Regions from separate parts of the Mus musculus genome. Here region 2 is linked to region 1. The links are chromatin contacts, called in public promoter capture Hi-C maps. All regions are on one chromosome and are shown on one strand. Each heading gives the region's core, a stretch centred on a gene start, on an enhancer-like site or on the middle of the called end of the contact. The rest is flanking DNA. Distances are from core to core; before and after follow the strand shown. Region 1 holds the start of Gpr141b (G protein-coupled receptor 141B). Region 2 has its middle 31 kb from the start of Gpr141.

What was found. Promoter capture Hi-C pulls out the DNA fragments that hold promoters and counts their contacts.
Region 2: a contact with region 1 is called in a promoter capture Hi-C map of macrophages, with 7 read pairs. The contact joins the enhancer-like site here to the promoter of Gpr141b in region 1. A contact is called at or near these places in 9 of 39 promoter capture datasets (the C10 cell line, the HPC-7 cell line, embryonic stem cells and 3 more), 2 of 115 datasets of contacts at active chromatin or transcription factors (CD8 T cells and bone marrow-derived macrophages) and 1 of 9 other capture datasets (liver).

Annotation. Positions count from the first base shown.
Region 1 is chr13:19,729,741-19,735,668 of GRCm38.p6, forward strand. It overlaps Gpr141b (G protein-coupled receptor 141B), which reads right to left and starts at 3,211. Exons shown (of 2, transcript NM_175688.4): 1 at 2,932-3,211; 2 at 1-169. The coding sequence starts at 140.
Region 2 is chr13:19,852,026-19,858,198 of GRCm38.p6, forward strand. No RefSeq gene overlaps it. Among named protein-coding and RNA genes, the nearest start is that of Gpr141, 31 kb to the left of the region's middle. Within about 2 kb of position 3,131, at least 91 of the 459 cell types and tissues checked have an H3K27ac peak or open chromatin away from gene starts, as enhancers often do. A contact at or near this core is called in CD8 T cells, the HPC-7 cell line, bone marrow-derived macrophages and 3 more, where this site is marked.

The sequences.
Region 1 (5,928 bases), core at 1,961-4,460:
GTTCCAACGGTGCCTCCAAAGAAGACCACACTATAGGCTGTTGTCAGAATTGCTCTGCAGTGAGCATCACAGACTTGCTCTGCCATAGGCATCACCACACTTGAGCCATTTGACACGAGGTCTACATCCATCACATCCATGGTTGATCGTGGAGAAATTAGACCACAAACTGTCAAATCAAAAGTTTTACAAAGTTATGATTGACATACTGAAACAATGCACTCATGTATAGATATTGAACTTTTCAATCCTTGAGGACTCTTTCAAAATCTTGAAATCACACAAAAGAAGTACTGTTGTAAATTCTGCCCAGTAATTCTAACATCCTGAAGACAAGAGTGAATAAAGTTAAATAACGGAGTTGGGTGGGTTTGAATGTAAAGTGCAGAGCTGTGCTCTTATATTTTCTATAGACAGATATGCTCATGTATACGTATCAGGACAAATGGGATATCATGAGAGAGAATGTCTAGATTTGCAATCAGATGCAAAACAGTGACAAACTTTCAATCATTGAACTAAATCATGTGTGTTGTACGTGTATGTTCACACTGTGTTCATGTACACTCATCCACGTGCCCCCTATGGTCAGTTAGCAAAAGGTTATCTTCTTCAATCGCTCTACATTTTGATTTTTGAGACAGAGTTTCTCATGGCTCCTGGAATCTGCAGACCCATCTCCCATCTCCCAGTGTTGGGATTATGGACAAATTGATTATTTGTCCATAATCAATTTGTCCATGCCTAGTCCTTATGTGGGCCCCGGGGACCCAGACTCATGTCCTTTTGCTTACACTGAGCCGCTACCAAGCAATAAATAGTATGTAAAGGCAACATATTCATGATAGAGAAATTAACCAAATTTAAGTGAAGCTGGAATAAGTAGAACCCAGTGCACATTCAGATAAGATTTATAAATATGACCCTCAAGTTTCAGACAAACAGACATTTAACAATGCAGAGAAAACCCAGACAAATCATGTTACTCTCACAAGAAAGTGTGTTAGGTGACCTTGAGATTTTTCTTTTTTTTCTTTTTTTTTTTTTTTCTGAGAGCAGGTTTTGAGCAATGAGTTCCCTAGCACAAGCCTATCTCTAGAGCTCTTTCTGCTGAAACCTGGATCCTTTCCCACACTGGCGTGGTCAGTTTTGGTAAAATGGTCTTGGAGAATGGTTTGCTTGGTTGTTATTTCAGTTTTCCAAGTGTGAGTTTGAGGGGCAGATTGTCCCCTGAGCAGGAAGACTGAGGTGGCTGGCGGCTGTCCAGCAAATACAGGCAGTGCAGTTCTGTATTTAGAGGCTGAGTAGAGACATGGGCCACTGCAGTTTCAAGAACTTCCTCTGGAAAGGAGGAAAGCTGTGCTGGCAGCAGTGAATGCTTATGTAAACATTCAGTGAACTAGTTTGCTTCAGATGATATTAAAAATATCATGATTTTAAAATATTAAACCATAAGAGGCAGCTTTAGCTCTTGACCTTTAAGTGTCATGATAATTAGGATGTTTAAAATTGTTATTACACAAATATATATTTGATAAATATCTATCTTAAACAATAACAATTTCTCAAGACCTCTTTCCTAACATTATGAGACTCGGGCCTTGACAGCTCCAGCTTCTTGCGTGGTTCTGTAGCTTTTGTCCTCTTGTGCCGCTTACCCACCTCACAAGAGGCACAGTAGAATTATTTGTGTTTCAGTGAGAAGCCATTGCATGGCAAGTTTAAAGATTCTTAAGTTTTTCTGCAAATACAACCATTTTCTTGAAAAGAATAGCTGTTTTCTTTTAAAGAAATTCAGTTGATTATAGCATAGTCACTGCCCTCAGTAAGATTTTATGTTAACTTAAAGACATTATGACTTCGATAACAATCTAAACGTTTATAGTCAAAACAAACATTTTAATGTAGTACATACATTTATCATATATAATATTTGCCTGCTTTTATGTGACACTATATTTTTATACGATATTAACATCCACAAGTTAAACACAATTTAGAGTTTAGATTTTGGTCTTTTTCAAATCTAAGTATGTGACTTAAGATCGAAACTAATTTAAAGTAGTTTTGAAATTTATATGAATTTCGAATTTTATTTGAAACTAACTGGGCCTAGATTATGGCACATTTCCATGGCTTAACTGGGTCCCTCCTGAGGCAGAGGAGAACGTTTGGAGAAAGACAAGTAGCTCTGCTGTTAAGCCACTGCTTTAACAATGGAACAGGTAATTAAACTTCACTCTAGCTATAAAAAAAACATTGAATGATGCCTCTTTTCAAGAACTAACTTGGATTGCATACATATAAAAAATTGAAATCATGACATTTGACATTTGCAGGAAAAGACTCAGAAAGACATAACCAGCAAGTAGATCCTAGACACAAAATAATCTATGTACATACATACACCTATGTGTTGGCATGTAGATCTGTGTGCATGCTAAGACTGGAAATTGGGAAAAGAGAGCATGACAGAAAAGAAAGAGATCTTAAAAGAAAGGAAAAAAATAGTATTCCATTTTTAAAGGAGGATGATTTGAGGCATGGGAGATAGCCAGACAGGTGAGCAGAAGAGACAGTGTAGGAGAGCAAGGGAGGGGATGGCTATGAACAATATAATGCTGCACGTGTATGAAAATGTAACAAAACAGAACGTTGTGTGCTTGCTTTTAAAACTAGTAAACTGATAAATAAAAGAACCTAACAGATTTTCTGACTTCTCAGACCAGCCTACACCGCCTTTTGTTATTTCTCAGAACTTCCTGCATTTTCTCTCAAAACTTTACCTAGTGACCACAACCTCATTTCTAACCTTATCCTTCAAAAGCCTATTATGAATTCTGGGTATTTCTTCACTCATTAAAACCAAGCACCAAAAGTTCTAGAGACACTGCCCTCCAAGACACAAATGCAGCCATCCAAAGTACTTGCCTGCTCCTTCTAGTTGTGATCGATCCTGGTGGAAAACTTAACGTACCGTGGTCATCTGTTGTTCTACATCAAAGCAGGCAGTAAACGCAGTTGCTGAAACCAGAACTATCCTAGCCCAACCGTCAACACAGTCATGAGTGGGGTCATGAGTGGAGGGACAAGTTCAAGCCTTGCACTGAGGGCTCAAGAAGCCCATCAGCCAAGATGCAGAGTCCTGATAAGTTAAGCCTGTGAGCTCAAACGGACATTGTCTCCACAGTGGGGCAGATTCAAAACAGAGATTTTCGTTTTCACTCCCAACGACTTATTAGCAAAGTTAAAATGTAAACCGCAGAGGGATTTTTCCAGAGCTGTTTCTCATCCTTCTTTTTGGTACCACCCCAAATGTTCTGTACTCAGAATAAGAACAGAATAGGGAAATACTTTCTGGACAGCTTTCTCTCTGTTGAAGTCTCCTCGAATTCCATGGTTTACGGGCAACCTTCTCCCAAACAAGCTGCTGTTTGGAAATGCGATTCTTTTGGAGTTCCGCCCTCTGCTAATGTAGCTTCTACAGAGGGTTGGCTTCTCCCAAAGGCCCCATCTTCTTTCACGAGCAGTCTCACCCCCTGTCCTGACCTTGGCTGTCCTAAGACATTGAAACATACTGTGAAAGAAGTGTAAACTTAGCACCACAGAAAGATAAAAGGGACCGATACACCTTCAATGGTTGTAGACACACACCTGCCTTGAATCATACCAAGATTCAGCTACAGAAACTAAAATAATGGAAATGTTATTGTCTAGCAACCTCATTATGGCCTACATTTGAGCATCGGTGAGACTATTTTCAAATTGCTTTTGAAAAGATAAGCATCACCTGTACCTGTGCTGATACTCAATTGTCCAACAGTGCTTATCACTTTGAAGACGTAAAGGAACCGAATCTACTTGTAACAGACCCATTTGCTTAATCGTTTGAATAAAACTTAAACAAAAGACAAAATTTTGGCTCTTACTAAGAAATAGAAATTTTTTTTTATCAGCTCAACTCAGCTAGAGAAAGGAAAATAACTATCCACAGAAACAGTTTTCAACCAATTATAAGCATCTCCATTTTTAAGTCAAACTAATTCATAAAACATAAAATCTGGGTCACAGCTTAGATGTAGATGTATTAATCTGACAATCTTTATTTTTTTTCCAAATAAAGTGTGTTCCTGGAATCTGTATGCAAAAGTATGTTCCCATAGAAACGGTGTTATGTTTAGAGGTTTGCTCGTATGAGGAAGAAAAACTGGGAAATAGGTTAGTTGCAACCAACAGCAGAGAATAAAAATAAAGCAACTGTAATGAAAACTGTGCGCTGTGCACTGTGCAGCTATTGTTCACACCGATGGCCTGGACGTCTGCTAAAGGCGTGAATGTTCTGTCAGGGCAAGAGGAACGCAGCGGTCCCCACATCGTCTCCACTCACAATCAGATGCAGCCTCTTCTCCAGGCAGACATGACAATTCTTTAATGAGAAACAACCAATCCCTAGCAAAACAGCCTAAAACAGTGATTTACTTCAGGATAATACAATCTTTTTCTTTAACCAGAACTCAGAGCTGAGGACATTATCACTGCAGGACCAACTAGGGTCAGAAACCATGTCATCCCTACTCCACCAGGAAGCACATGGGGTTTTCTATTAGAGGAACAGTTTATTTATTTTCTACTGTATTTTTTAAAATTGAATTAGCTTACATTCACTACACAAAAGGGATGCTTTTGTGACATCTAAATACATGTATATTATATATTTTTTCTTGGCTTTCTTTCAAGATTCACTCTTCTGTTGTTTTTTCTTTCCTTTCGATGTCTCCTCCCTCTCCTCAAACAGTCCCTACTGTTACTACGCATGTGTGTGTGTGTGTGTGTGTGTGTGTGTGTGTGTGTGTGTGCATGCACACAGGCTATGTGCCAGGGAAGACACAATACACAATATTTGCCTTTCTGAATACATTTTATTTCTCTCAACATGATGATTCCGAATCCCATTTATTTCCTGAAATTGCCACGACTATTACCAAGACACTACTGTGGATATGCTGTACTTTCTTTATCATGCATCTGTTCGTAGGCATGCAGGCTGATTCAGCCTCCTGCAGTGGTGAACACTGCCGCTAGAAACAAGGCTGTGCATGTGTCTCTGTAGCATGATGCCTCAGATTCCTTACAGTGTGTGCTCTGAGTGGTAGGTCTGGATCACATAGTTGTTCTGTTTTTAGCTTTTTGAGAGACATCTACATGAATTCCATGGTGGCAGCTCTAGTATCTAAGGTTCTTTTCCCCTCGGCATCCCTCCGAGCCCTTACCACTGTTTGTTTTCTTGAGGAATATGGAAAGTTTGAGATACTCTCTAAAACGTTAGTTTTAGAATGGAATTAAACATTCATATAGAAAGACTTTAATAATTAAAATAATTAAATTTAATAATTTAATTTTTAAATCTCAGAGAATCAAAAGGCTTCTTTTTAAAACTTATTTATTTTTATTCACATGTGTCTGGTTATATATGCTAATGTGGGTACAAGAACATGTGGCAGTTAGAGGAGAAGGTTGAATCCCCCGAAGCTGGCTTTTCAGGCAATTATAAGCCATCCTGCTAGGAAGTACATCCTTTTAATCACTGAGCCATTTTTCCGGGCCTCAAAAGCGGTCTATATATTCTATCCACATCTTATTTTATTTTTTATTTTTTTATTATGTATTTTTCTCAATTACATTTCCAATGCTATCCCAAAAGTCTCCCCTCCTCCCCCACTCCCCTACCCACCCATTCCCATTTTTTGGCCCTGGCGTTCCCCTGTACTGGGGCATATAAAGTTTGCCTGTCCAATGGGCACCTCTTTCCAGTGATGGCCGACTAGTATTATAAGCTGACGTTTGACAAGGACATTAATCGTTAGCCTGCCATTTTTCAGAAGTCGATATGCCTTCATCAGGTATAAACAGGAAGCAAATGTTTCTAAG
Region 2 (6,173 bases), core at 1,881-4,380, 120 kb after region 1:
CCCTGAGATTCCACCTCACACCAGTCAGAATGGCTAAGATCAAATACACAGGTGACAGCAGATGTTGGCAAGGATGTGGAGAAAGAGGAACACTCCTCCATTGTTGGTGGGATTGCAAGCTGGTACATCCACTCTGGAAATTGGTCTGGCAGAAAATTGGACATAGTATTACCTGAAGATCCAGCCTCTCCTGGGCATATACTCAAAAGATGCTCCAACATATAACAAGGACATATGTTACACTATGTTCATAGCAGCCTTATTTATAATAGCCAGGAGCTGGAAACAACCCAGACGTCCCCCAACAAAAGAATGGATACAGAAAATGTGGTACATATACACAATGGAGTACTACACAGCAATGAAAAACAATGACTTTATGAAATTCACAGGCAAATGGGTGGAACTAGAAAATATTATCCTGAGTGAGGTAGCCCAGACACAAAAGAACACATGATATGTATTCACTAATAAGTGGATACTAACCAAAAGCTCACAATGCATATGATACAACCTACAGACCATATGGAGCATAAAAGAAAGGAAGATCAAGGTGTGGATGCTTCAGTCCTGCACTGAGAAGGGAACAGAATGGTTGTGGGAGATAGAAAGAGAAGGAGACAAGGGAGGGAGAAAGGAGGAGGAAATAAGAAGGGTGGCAGTATCAGAATCTGGAGGAGACATGAGAGAGGTACAGAGGGTCTGGACATCAGAAATTAGTTATAAGGGAGGATGAAGAACTGGGAGAGCCACTGGAGAGTCCCAGACACTAGAGAAACATGAGCCTCCCAGGAGACAATGGGATTGACTTTAGACATAATATTCAGAGAAGAAGGAGACAGAACGTGTAGAGACCACCTCCAGTAGATAGGCACCACCCTTGGTCGAGGGATGGAGCTACCCACCTACCTCAAAGTTTTTTTTAACCAAGAAATGTTCCTGTCCAAAGGAAGAACAAGAACAAAAAATGGAACAGAGACCGAAGGAAGGGCCAATTGGGGAACAGCCCCACCTGAGGATACATCATGTCTGCAGACACCAAACCCAACACTGTTGCTGTGGTTAAAAGTCCCTTTCGGAGAGGAACCAAGTGTGGCAGTTCCTGTGGAGGTCCGGCAAGCAACTGACCAATGCAGAGGCGGATGCTTGGAGCCAACCATCAGGCTGAACTCAAGGAACCTGGTCGGGAAGCTGGCAGAAGGCCTGGAGGAGCAGAGGGGGATTGGAAGAACAACATTGGCTGGCCTGACCACCCAGTTCTCTCAGAGACTAGACCACCAACCAAGGAGTGCACCTAACGGGATTTTTGGATCCAGATAACATATGTAGCAAAGGATGGCCTTGCCCGACAGCAATGAGAAGGGAGGCCATTGGTCCTAAGGAGGTTTGATGCCCCAGAGTAGAGGGATGCTGAAATGGTGCTGATTCCTATTGTCATTTTAGCCCCATTCCATCCTCACAGGATCAATTCAAAACCTTGCCTCTGTTTCCCCATTGTGTTTTGTTAGGAGGGTTGTGGAGTGGAGGCCTTGTAGAGGTGTGCTCTTTCTGAAAAGTGACTGTCATTTAGTTGAAGGTAGCTAGATCTTAGGTAGATTCAAAGAAAGTCTGTCTGTATCAATTTCTTAAATACACAAAGAATTTACATTCATGTTTTGGAAGTGAATATCTCCTTATGTAAGGCCAAGAAATAATTGTATGACAGATACAAACAAGTCCTGTTGATTTTGAAGATCTTCAGGAATCTCATTTGGGGCTGTTGAAGATAAAACTCTCCCCAAGCTTTCACACTGCAGCCAACACCACCAGGAAAAGCTTCTTCCACATAATGCACTGAGGTGGATCCCAGAAGAGCAGAAGTAACCACGGCAATATGGAGTTGTGCTCCCAAGGAGCCTGATTTACAGTGGAACTTAACAGGATGCTGAGAATTAAGAATGCCATTTAAAAGAAATTGGCAAAGAATTCTTCCATGATCTCTGTGGCCACACCTAAGTCATAAACAAGAGACTTGCCATTTTCCCAGATGCACAAGCCTCTAAACCAGAAATCCCAAATGTCCTGAGGATTATCACTCTATGGAGGATTTGTTTTGAATCCCCAACAGATGTATGAGAAGCAGCAGGGGAAGGCTGCCAGAAGGTTCTCTTTCCACTAGACTGTAAATTTGTCTAAAGATTAAGTCTTCCTAAAGACTCGTTAACAAGGACAGCTACAGCTACGGGGATTGACCACTTCCTGTTTTCTATCTCCTCTGCTATGTATTAGTGCCAGCCTAAACCAGTATGATTTGTTAGAAAGGAAATTTTCATTTTAATTACTTACCAAATACAGAAGAGTGTTTAAGCTTGCATTGCCTGCTTAGATTCTGTGACTCTAAGCATAATTTGCTTTACTGCCTATGATAATCTGCTAATCAGTGGTAAAAGATTCTATCTCTAATAGCAAAGAGACTGTATCTGCCCCGCAGCTAATGTGTTTCTTCCTTAAATCTAATTTTAAAGGGGGCTTAGTTCTCCCCACAGCATTTGTTGCTGTATACACTCATGAACATATCTCGACATAGCAGACATTAGTGCAGTTCACAGCATTCAGAGCTAGGTAAAACTAACTACACACAGAGAGAGACATACAAACACACACACAGAGACACACACACACACACACACACACACAGACACACACACACAGATACACAGACACACACACACCAGCCACCTGCCTGCCCTACTCTGCCTAGCACTGTCTATCCTTATGAGATACTAGCTAGCAGGGAAGGAGCCTCTCTGTGTGCTGTGAGCAATGTGTATGGTGGTTTAGCAACCGGATTCACTGGTTAAACTGACTAGTGGTTTGATGACTTGAGAGACATTACAGACACTGATATCAGAGATCTTAGTTCCGCAAGGCTAACATTCTCTTCAGGCTCAGAGCTATTAGGCAAACCTGAAAACAGCACCCATGCTCGTGTTAATGGGTTAAAGAATTCAGTTTTACTTTCCCCAAAACACATGGAAGTCTAAAAGTATTTGGGGGGAAAAAAGCAGGCTGTTGTTTGTAATAAAACTCTATGACAACTGGAGACAAACCACGTGGGGAAAGCAGGCACTGAGTCATCTCCAGCAGACGTGACTTGAGGACCGACCGTTAAGCATTTCCTCTTATGACTTAGTTCAGTTAGCCAAAGGCTTTTCATCCACTGACCAAAAAAACTTCTCTGCCGAGGTCTGAAAGGCGACACTAATCTATGTATGGGTAAAGAGATATAAATTTACAGAGCAGTTTGAGACTTTGTTTATTTAGCACAATAATAACAATAAGTTCTCTGAGGCCCATGAGTTTGTCAAGACCAGTGCCAAGGATGAAATAACTCCCTCTTGAGTTGTTGGTCAGAGATGTCCCAGAGACACCCCAAAACAATACAGGTTGTTGCTATTGATCTTGGTTGCTCACCAGAATTTGGTGGTAAAGTCCAGTTTCTAAAACCACCATACACATTGGTCACAGGACATGGAGAACTTCATCTTTGTTTGTTAGCTCTCAGAGTAATGAAACGTGCTATGCAGAGTTCTTCGGGGTGGAGGGCCAACAGTCTTACCCAGCCATGGACGCTGTGAAATGTAACCGTCACTGCTCTGTCAAGATATGTCCATGAGAGTAACGGTGGCACAGATGCTGTGGGGAGAACCAACGCCTTTTTTATGAGATTGAAGGAAGAAATGCATGCTTGGTCCTACAAATCTGATCTGATTGTCAAAAAGAAAATCACTATTAGCATTTTGTCTAGCTCTGCCCCACAGTTGCCTGGAAATAGCCAGGTGTGCCTGAATCGCTATAAAAGAGTCTGCTTGTCCCCTCTGCTCTCTTTTCCTCTTGCCTTCTTCCTCCAGTTCTGTCCTCTGGACCCTTCTCCTCTCTCTCCATGTGCTCATGGCTGGCCTCCACTCCTCTGCTCTCTCTTTCTGTCTTTCTCTGTCTCTACTATCCTCTCAGCTCCCCTCCACATACCCTGAATAAACTCTAGTTTATGCTATACCATCTGTGGCTGGTCCCTCATGGGAAGGAATGCCTCAGCATGGGCCTGCAGAGGCACACCCTTCCCCCACACCTGACTGCACATCCACCAAAACATATCCCTTCTCTCAATCTTTTTTTTTAAGATTTATTTATTTATTTATTCATTTATTTATTTATTTATTATATGTAAGTACACTGTAGCTGTCTTCAGACACACCAGAAGAAGGCGTCAGATCTCATTATGGGTGGTTGTGAGCCACCATGTGGTTACTGGGATTTGAACTCATGACCTTCAGAAGAGCAGTCAGTGCTCTTACCTGCTGAGCCATCTCACCAGTCCTCAATCTTTTTATAAAAACACACTAGTTACTCTATCCCTCTTTTGCTAGAGCAAGTGAAAAATGTTCCATCAATGAGAACAAAAAGATCATTATTCCTTTCTAAAAATAATGTGGGATGGTTTTGTTGAAGTCTTTAGAATATTAAGGTATGCAGAATCCTACTATAGGATGAAGCATAAGGAATACAGACAATGAAATCCAGCCCTATAACTTCCATAAGCCAATTCAGAAAATAAATTGAGTTTGACTTGTACTGGACTGTGAAGTCATGTCTGTTTTGCGGTGACCATTCTTCCTTTCCTTTTTGTGTTTTTTTTTTGTTGTTGTTAAGTGTGTTATGTGCACATGTGTGCACAATTCCCCCTAATTAAAGGCAGAAATCTAAAAAGAAAAGGAAAGGAATGATGTGGGATAGCCATGATCACAGATAATCATGGTCCAAGCACTTCCTTTCTGAAACCCATGTATGAGGTCACCAAAGCTCTCAAAATTCCTTCTGACACAAGTTGCTATAAACTCAATAGCTTTTAAAGCTTAGAGATAGGTTCTACAATATTCCTATGGTCTGAAGATTAAACTCAGAGCAGTAGCAAGAGCTATGGAAAAAAATCTCCCCTTGTTTGCTCCAGCTCTGGGGTATCCCAGGATCACTGACTTGTGTCTGTCTTTCTCTACTCCACATGGGCTTCACTGTGTAATTTCCCCTCTTGTATCTTACAAGGCTACCATCTCTGGGTAGCATCTCCTCAGGATCTTTACCTTATCTGTATCTGCAGAGACTCGTACTTCAATAACACTACCCTTCCAGGCTATAGGTAAACACATTCCTTTTTGGTGGCCATCATTCAGCCTGCCACAGGAGACCTAAACATAGCTAAGAAACCAGGCAATACAGTAATTGCAATAGACTTGTTTGCACTTCCTTGAAAGACAATGTTTTCTCTTTCAGAAGACTTTAAAACAGTACATTCCCACAGCTAACGGCCCCACCAAACCTGAGCCCACCTAGTAGCAATGTTCTGCTATGTGAGAAGACTGAACCTTTAAAATTACTTTTCCAAATACCCTGAAACAGGGAAGAGCATTGGAACTATTGTCTCTGATTAGTTAACGGACTCCATAGTTCCACCCTTGAGACCTCCCTGAGCACTAAAGAAACATCCCCAGGTTGCATACGGACTTTCAATTGTGAAATTAAGGGAAAGCTGATCAGAGGTTAGGGTGATGAAGAGCCAACAGAACATTTAGAAAGTGCAAGCACTCCACTATACAGGAGGAAGGGATCTTGCTTACCTGGTCAGTCCAATTTCTCTCCTGGCCTCTGACCAATCAGCAATGGAGGGCACAGAACAAAACTAACTGTAAGAAAATCTCCCGGGGACCTGCTGAGGAAAAGACAGTTTGTCCTATGACATGGATACGCACCTGAAGGAAACCAAGGAGAAGGAAAGGATGAGTGGAGAGGGAAAAGCAAGCAGCAGGAAGAGGCGTGGGAAGGAGGGAGGGAAAGGAAGAATTTACTACTGTCGTGGATTCGTGGGCAGAAGTGGATGATCAGCTATTGGATGGGTCACACGGGCCCCAATGGAGGAGCTAGAGAAATTACCCAAGGAGCTAAAGGGAACTGCAACCCTATAGGTGGAACAATATGAACTAACCAGTACCCCGGAGTTCTTGTCTTTAGCTGCATATGTATCAAAAGATGGCCTAGTCGGCCATCACTGCAAAGAGAGGCCCATTGGACTTGCAAACTTTATATGCCCCAGTACAGGGGAACGCCAGGGCCAAAAAGGGGGAGTGGGTGGGTAGGGGATT